Regions from separate parts of the Pan troglodytes genome. Here region 1 is linked to region 2. Evidence: chromatin contacts called from public Hi-C data. All regions are on one chromosome and are shown on one strand. The core of a region is the stretch at or near the end of the contact, and the rest is flanking DNA. Distances in the headings are between cores, read along the strand shown.

Region 1 (4,044 bases), core at 1,421-3,920, 37 kb before region 2:
CAAACCTACATGTTCTGCACTTGTATCCTGGAACTTAAAAATAAATGAATAAAATTTTTTAAAAAATGAAAAGATAAGCCACAGACCAAAAGAAAGTACTTAACAAAAGACATATCAGATAAAGGACTGTAATCCAAAATAGATAAATAACTCTTAAAGCTCAACAATAAGAAAATGAATTACCTGATTAAAAAATGGGCCAAAGATCTGAACAGATACCTTGTTAAGAAGATATACAAATGGAAAATAACCTTATTAAAATATGATCAATATCATATGTCATTAGGTAATTTCACATTAAAACATGCCATTACAGAAAAACCAACTACTATATGTTCTCACTTATAAGTGGGAGTTAAGTTATGAGTATACAAAGGCACACAGAGTGATATAATGGACTTTGGAGACTCAGAAGGGGAAGAATAGGAGGGGTTTTGGAATAAAAAACTACATATTGGGTAAAGAGTGCACTACTTGGGTGATTGATGACTGTAATAAAATCTCAGAATTCGCCACTATATAATTCATCCATGTGACCAAAAACCACTTGTACTCCAAAAGCTATTGAAATTTAAAATTTTCTTTGAAAACATTTACACACCAATTAGAAATGTCAAAATCCAAAATATGAACAACACCAAATGCTGATAAAGATGTGGAGCAATAGGACTTTCATTCTTTGCTGACTGAAATGCAAAATGGCACAGCCACTTGGAAAACATGTTGACAGTTTCTTACAAAACTAAACACATTCTTACCATATAATCCAGTAATCCCACTTCTTGGTCTTTATCCAAATGAGCTGACAACTTATGTCCACACAAAAGCCTGCTCATGAATGTTTACAGCAGCTTTATTCATAATTGCCAAACCTTGGAAGAAACCAAGATGTCTTTCAGTAGGTGAATGGATAAACTGTGGTACATTCAGACAATGGAACATTCTTCATCACTAAAATGAAATGGGCTATCAAGCTATGAAAAGGCATGGAAGACCCTTAAAATGCGTATTTTAAATAATTAAATAAATAAAAGATTTAAATAAAATAAAAGATTTAAATAAAAAGTGTGCATATTAAAAATACATGAGCTGCGAAAAATATATTCTTGAGGTACAAAACTATAAAATATCACATAATCACTTTTTAAAATAATTATGGGGCCCTTTTCTTATAGATGTTTGTAATGTGTTTGCTTACATGCCTTTAATGGATATGTGCTCTGAATTTATATATTCATTGTCTAATTATTTTAAAAGTTAATATTAAATGCCTATACATTATAAATTAATAAATCAAGAACTTATTGCTTGTCAGCTAATGTGCTAGGTACCGGAGAATAAAGATATTAGTAAAAGCTTCAACTGCCTCAAAGGATTTTATATTTACAATACAGGCTAAGCTCAAATATAGAGAAAAAGTGTATGATGGCAAGGCTTAGAAATCTCTAGAACTACATCTGATAGAACAGAAAGGGAACAAATTGACAAGACAAAGGTGGATATTAAGATACTTTTTCTGATTGAGCACTGGTAGTGGTAATTCAAACATGAAGTGATTTCTACATGTATTCTACCTGCATTATATCACTAGAACCTCTTATCACACTTTAGTTGCAGCTTAGATCGTTATCCTTGTTTGAAAACGAAGAATAGAAACATAAGAAGAATCATATTATTCTCCAAAGTTACCTAGAGATAGGAAAATTCTGGGGCTAGGACTTAGAGGCCTCAAATCTGACTTCATGGAGCTGTTTCTCCACACAAGCTTTCCCTAGACTAAAGAGTAGTACAATCGGTTCTATACTGTCTTAAAACCTTAGTCCTTCAACAGCTGGAAACACACTGCTTTGCAAATCACTTAAATATCTAGTTAAATTAGTTTTTTTTTCTTTTTATGCAAACAATGACCCCTGAAAGGAAAAAAAAAAAACACCCTGGTACTTCCATGGGATCAAAAAAATAGATATTATATAATAAAATGCAACAGATGATATAATTTCTGTGATTTCACATCAAAGTTGAAACATATATGAAAAATATATTAAAACCATGTGATTGAACATTCACATAAAGTACAAAAGACCAAAGTTTAGAAAATAAACTGCAAAATCCTCTGTTTCTGCTCATGTATCTAAGCCTTTTCTCTTGGTCATAAACACTACATAGATAGAGAAGGCAGCTTTGCTCTTAATAATACCTGAGCATTGAAGACCGTTTTCCCCAAAATAGCTTCTACCATACACGCATTCATTCTTTCACTCATTCACTCACTCAATATCAATTTAATACCTAGAATGTTTCAGATCTTGAAAGTATAATAACGTAAGATCAATGATTTATAATTGAGAAAGGAAATGTCAAATATCGGTGATGGAGTTTATTCTTACCTAATTTCTATTTTTTAATTTATATACCATGAATACTTTATGAAACACATGAAATAGAAGAGTCTATAACTTTTCTTTGTGTATTTCTAACATCTGTCAGTTTCTGGCCCACTTGTTTGTCTAATAAGTGTTTGACTAATGATCAAATGGAAAATAGAATCTGGTGAAGGTGTCCAAACGCAGAAAGGAAGGTGTTTACAGGGAGGACAACATGAGAGCCCAGCACTTTACCTCCTGACCACACAGTAGCAGGTGTTTCTTTAAGGCCTCACACCACCACTAGAGAGCAACAGTTCACAAGCGAACTGAAGGTCTACGCGCAAGAGCCCTTGCAGGAATGCAGAACAGGAAGGCTGCGAGGTGGAGGCCTTGTGTCAGAAATTGGTCTGAGGAGCTCATTTACTCCAAGGCAGTTATTTGAAACACAAAATCAAGTGATGTGCTTTAATTCGCTGGCCCTGTGCCCTCTATTATTTAACCCGATTCTTTCTTCGAGTCATACAAAACAATTACTCTAATTATTTTTTTAAAATATTTTTAAGCATCTGTCCTGATCTGGTCATTGTGCTCAGTATTGCCACACTGCCTATTATTATGTGCCTGCATTCACCATCTGTTATACAGCAGGAATAATGAATAGTTTCATCTTTTAAATTTTAGTTTTTAGGATTATCTCTCCCTCCAAAAACATTGAAATGATTACAATTATATAAACTAAAGTAATTTTGATTTAGGATATCCCCCTACTATTAAATACCAAATAAGACAACTGAATATGCATTTCAAGTTTATGAATGCAAATAAACATATATGTTAATGATTAGGAACCCACTTGTATTAGAGTCAATTGCCCTCAAGCTGGTAAAGAAATTAGAGTTTCTTTTTCCCAGCTTTATTATATAAAAAGTTTATATGCCACAAATAGGCTAATTTGATTGCTTTATAAACATATTGCCTCTTTAAAATACAAAGTAAAATAACTTGCAAAAGGAACTTGAAATCTGTCAATGTCAATCTGTTCTAGCACAATCTATCCCAAATCTTCAATAGGCCTGAAAACTCCAACATTACTGTAAATTCATTTATTTTCTTTCTTTCTTTAAGGAATAAAAAACAGAGTTAGTAACTTAGTCTGTTAGGCATTGTGCCAAAGTAAGTTCCACTAAAATTTGGGTAAACATTCAATGTGGTGTTTATTTTTTTTTTTCTGAGAATTCCTTGTCCTAAATGATGCTTACTTCCTGTTTAACATTTACGAAGAAAACAATATGCAACACATACTTTAGCTGAAGTTATAATGGAGTTATCATTACAGTTCATTACAGCCAGTCCTTGTTACCCAAGATTAGATGCATAAAAGGCTGATCGCCGGCCCCTGCCTTTTGAAAGCCACCTAATTGTAAACGACAGCATGTATTAGACTGGTGCAAAAGTCAATGCGGTTTTTGCCATAATTTCAACAGCAAAATGAATATGCCTGCTCCCCCAAAAAATGTGGTTGGAATACTCGTAAAAAAGAATAAAAAAAATTATTCACAGAGGTCTAAAATCCTGAAACCAGCTCAAAGAGTATCTGAATGTTTATATTGTTTTGAATTGAATAAAATGAGCAGTGAAAACAAACAAACAGACAGAAGTATGTCTGTTTCCAACTTAT
Region 2 (3,938 bases), core at 1,118-3,617:
TGAAACCTGCTAGAGGTGGTTGTAGGAGACTGCAGTTTCCTCTGTCTCTTTCTCAGACGGAGAAGAGACACATTACATTACATCAGCAATTATGCTGTGACTTCTCAGTTATTATCTCTGAATGCCTTACATCAAATGAGGAACTTTCTCTTTTCATGACGTGTACCAAACTGTCACTCCCTTCCATATAATTGAAGGCATAATATGTACCAAATACTATATTAAAAAATTTAGAATTCATAATTTTTCTTCATAGAAACATTATAAATTGGATGTTATATTTTTAGTTTACAGATAACAAAGCCAAAGCTCAGTGGACTTGTATGGTCAATTTCCTGAAGCACTACTGGCTTACTGCACTTACCTTCATTCTTTTCCTTAAAGAAGCTAAACTTCTTTTTATTTTATAGAGTGTGTTCTTGTTCTTGTTCTTTCTGTTCTCAAATTTTCAATGGTTAACTCTTTCCTCTCATTTTTATTTAATTCCACATATGACCTCCTCAACAAGACCATGCCTGATGACCTATATAAATGACCTCACATCCATTCCTATGTATTACCTGGTTCTTTGCATGTAGCAGCCTAAGGTCATACACTTCTCAACCAAACAATCCTACGAACCCCAATAAATAGCACTCCATATTTTAGAACTTTTAGAGTTTTATACATATTTTTCATTCATTCACGCATTCAGTAAGGGCATGGAATACATACTAGATTCCAGTTACTACAGCAGGTGTTAGAGGCACAGAGGAGACAAGTCAAAGCCCTTGCCCTCAAGCAGCTTACAGTCTAGTCAGGGAAACAGATAATAAACCATGATATAATATCAGATATTGACAGCAATCTGTAGAGGCACTGAGTGTGAGGTTCTATTTTACATGTAATAGCAACTGACAATTTCTCTGAGCAGGTGGCAGCTGAAGAGTGAGTCGGTTAAAGGGAGAGCGAGACATGCAGGGAGATGGAAAAAAGAATCTTTTAGAGAAAAAGTAAAAGCCCTGTAGTGGTAGGATGCTTGGCATTTTTAAGGAGGAGGTTTCTGTCAGAGAGGATATTGAATAATAGGAAAAATGATAGGAGAGGTAACCAGGGGCCATATTATGTATAAAGCATTCTCAACTATTAGGTCTTTGGATTTTACGGTACATTTGATAGGAAGCCTTTCAAAGGGCAGTGGGGGGAGGAGTTAAACACTTCACCAAAATGATATGAATTAATTATAAAACAATGGTTCTAGCTGCTATGTGGAAAAGGGACTAACAAATTGACTGAAAAATAGGATGGAAGCAAAGGGAGCTTTTAGGGCCAACATGTACCTCTTTGTATCTAATGGTCCAACTAACTTGTAATCTAACTTTGTATCTAATGGTCCAAATGCATCTAATGGTCCAACTAACTTCTCTAGATGATAACTTCCAACCCACCTATGCATAAAATTTCATCAAGCTTTACTCTGAAAGCAGAATGTCTTTATTCTAAATAAGTGATATTAATAATAAAATTGAGGGCACCAAGATCATTAATCAGAGTGGTATTTTGATTTCCCTCCTTAAATCACCATACATAGCTTTCTGCATTCATCTTGCATTGACTGTCATTACTTGTCTGAATGAGACTGATACCACAGCGATGTTTTAAATAATAATCATACCTCAAAAGACTGAAGTCTCAGAGGTAATTGAAGAGAATAACCTAGAGCACAGGGGGAGAATTGAAGGAGATGTTACTGAGGTGACATAAAAGCAGTCTAAATGACAGTAAAATGTGACAAGAAAATTAGCAGGAAACAAATGAAACGGATAATTTAAGATAAACAACTTTAGAGCAGAGCAAGGAAGTTCCAGACCACAGCAAGGAAGTTCCAGACCACAAGCTTTCTGTTTCCTGCATTCTTACTTCTTACTACGTGATACATCTAGTCACCAGGGAAGAAGCGAATGACACACTTCCAAAAACCAATTCTTAGCTTTCTAAATAAAACACTTTCAGGCTGGAGAGAGATCCATGAGCATAGAGATCTTAAAATTCATGTTCAACAATAAATCCTGGGGCCCCAGACAGTGTCAGGTGCATAGGGGGTGTTCAGTAAATATCAGTTAAATGTATGCATAAATCGATGAACGGGATTCCTGGAAAATACTACACTCTCCTTCTCCAAATTATCTTCATCTCAAAGACAGGAATCTCTAACTTTTAATTCTTTACTTAGATTATGCTGTCTCCTAAACTATTTGTGTTTTCTAGAAATTTAAGGCAGGATGTCTCAGAGTCTGGGAAAATCCCACTTTCCTCCTGCTACACCTTACAGTTGTGAGAAAGCACATTTCAGACAACAGGGAAAACCCATACTTCACCACAACAACACACTATACACTGTCTGGTCCACTGGAGCATAAATTAAAGAGAAACAAGGTAGTCAAGCAAGTAGGCGGCAAGAGGAAGGGGGCGGAGACATCATCAGGGAGTATAAACTCTGAGATGCCTCAGAGCCTCACAGACTCAACAAGAGCTCCAGCAAAGACTTTCACTGTAGCTTGACTTGACCTGAGATTAACTAGGGAATCTTGAGAATAAAGATGAGCTCTGAAAATTGTTTCGTAGCAGAGAACAGCTCTTTGCATCCGGAGAGTGGACAAGAAAGTAAGTCAGATCTGATTGCCTATTTACTCTCTGGTATCTCTATATATGACATTAATAGTAGTTATAGAAGATATACTGGTAATCTCTCTATATATGATATATAATCTTAGAGAAATATACTGCTAATCTCTATGTATGTGATATCTAATGGTTGTTAGGGAAGGAAGTGAGGCTTTGTCTTTTAGAGAAGACAGGCTCTTCTTCAGGGAAGAGGTAAATCCCTTTCTATCTATAAGAAGATAGAATACCTGAGATGAGAGAAAGCCGCAAAAACGAATTTCAGAAGATCTTTAAAGATCTTTCTCTTTGCTTTAGTTTATATCATCTCAGTGTTTAGATTTAATTAGAAAACTTTCTGCTCTAGCCCAGTTATTCTCCATCATTTTTTTCATATCCATCTGTACATTCTCCAGGAAGTGTTGTCTCTCTTTATGAAAAATTATATTTTCCACATAAGCAATTACACTGTTTGCCTTCCTTTGCATTCAGTGTCCGCTTTCAGTGTACCTTATCCTGTGTTCTCATGACAGCATCCTCTAGTTGCTGGAAATGGGCAAGTTTGCCATCTTTGAGAGAACAGCTATATCAGCAGATGAAAATTTACAGTGTCCATTTGTAATTTACTAAAAAAAAAAAGTCACAAAAGAATTCCTGAAAATGCAATCTCCTGCTTTGGTATTCTTTATAGGACTTTTTTCCTCTATTTCATCCTTCTATTTAACCTTTCCAATCTCTGGCTTCAAAGACTATGTAACTTAGAATTTGTTCTTCCTTTCCTTTGTTTCTCAGCAAAACATAATCATCTTAGAAATTTTCCTCTCTTCTATTTGTCTATTCTATCCACATATCTAGTTTATTTCCTGTTACTGGGATTTTGCCTATTGTTTTTCTATACCTTACTTCTGTAAAATTTGTTGAGTTTTTCTATTTATCCCTCTTTCTCCTTAGTTAATGAGGTACCCTAAAGCACTAGCATTTAGGAATTAGTCTACTTGTCAGCAAGAGCGATCTATTAACAAAGGGATATGTGAGAAACACGAGAACTAAAACAATCTTGTGGAAAGGGATTCTTTTCTAAGCGTATGTCTACTATATTAGTTTACTTCCGAAAAACATCAGTTACTTCTCATAAATCCATCCTGTGTTTAAGAACATAAAATGTAGTGTGGATAACAAATGCAAAGCATGCAAATTTTCAGGTAATCAAGCGAGCCATTACTTACGGCACATGTGTGCCGCCAAAAAGAAATACTAATAATAATAATAACTACTCAATAAATAGAGAGCATAGGTGA

The links. Hi-C and Micro-C count contacts between places; a contact is called where the count stands out from the background.
Region 1: a Hi-C map of a lymphoblastoid cell line shows a contact between it and region 2, with 3 times the contacts expected there. The contact joins the enhancer-like site here to the promoter of CD69 in region 2. A contact is called at or near these places in 4 of 7 Hi-C or Micro-C datasets (induced pluripotent stem cells, a lymphoblastoid cell line and stem cell-derived neural progenitor cells).

The regions. Positions count from the first base shown.
Region 1 is chr10:16,900,322-16,904,365 of NHGRI_mPanTro3-v2.0_pri, reverse strand. No RefSeq gene overlaps it. Among named protein-coding and RNA genes, the nearest start is that of KLRF1, 29 kb to the left of the region's middle. Within about 2 kb of position 2,670, at least 1 of the 24 cell types and tissues checked has an H3K27ac peak or open chromatin away from gene starts, as enhancers often do. A contact at or near this core is called in a lymphoblastoid cell line, where this site is marked.
Region 2 is chr10:16,862,949-16,866,886 of NHGRI_mPanTro3-v2.0_pri, reverse strand. CD69 (CD69 molecule) reads left to right here and starts at 2,367. Exons shown (of 5, transcript XM_520732.9): 1 at 2,367-2,643. The coding sequence starts at 2,580.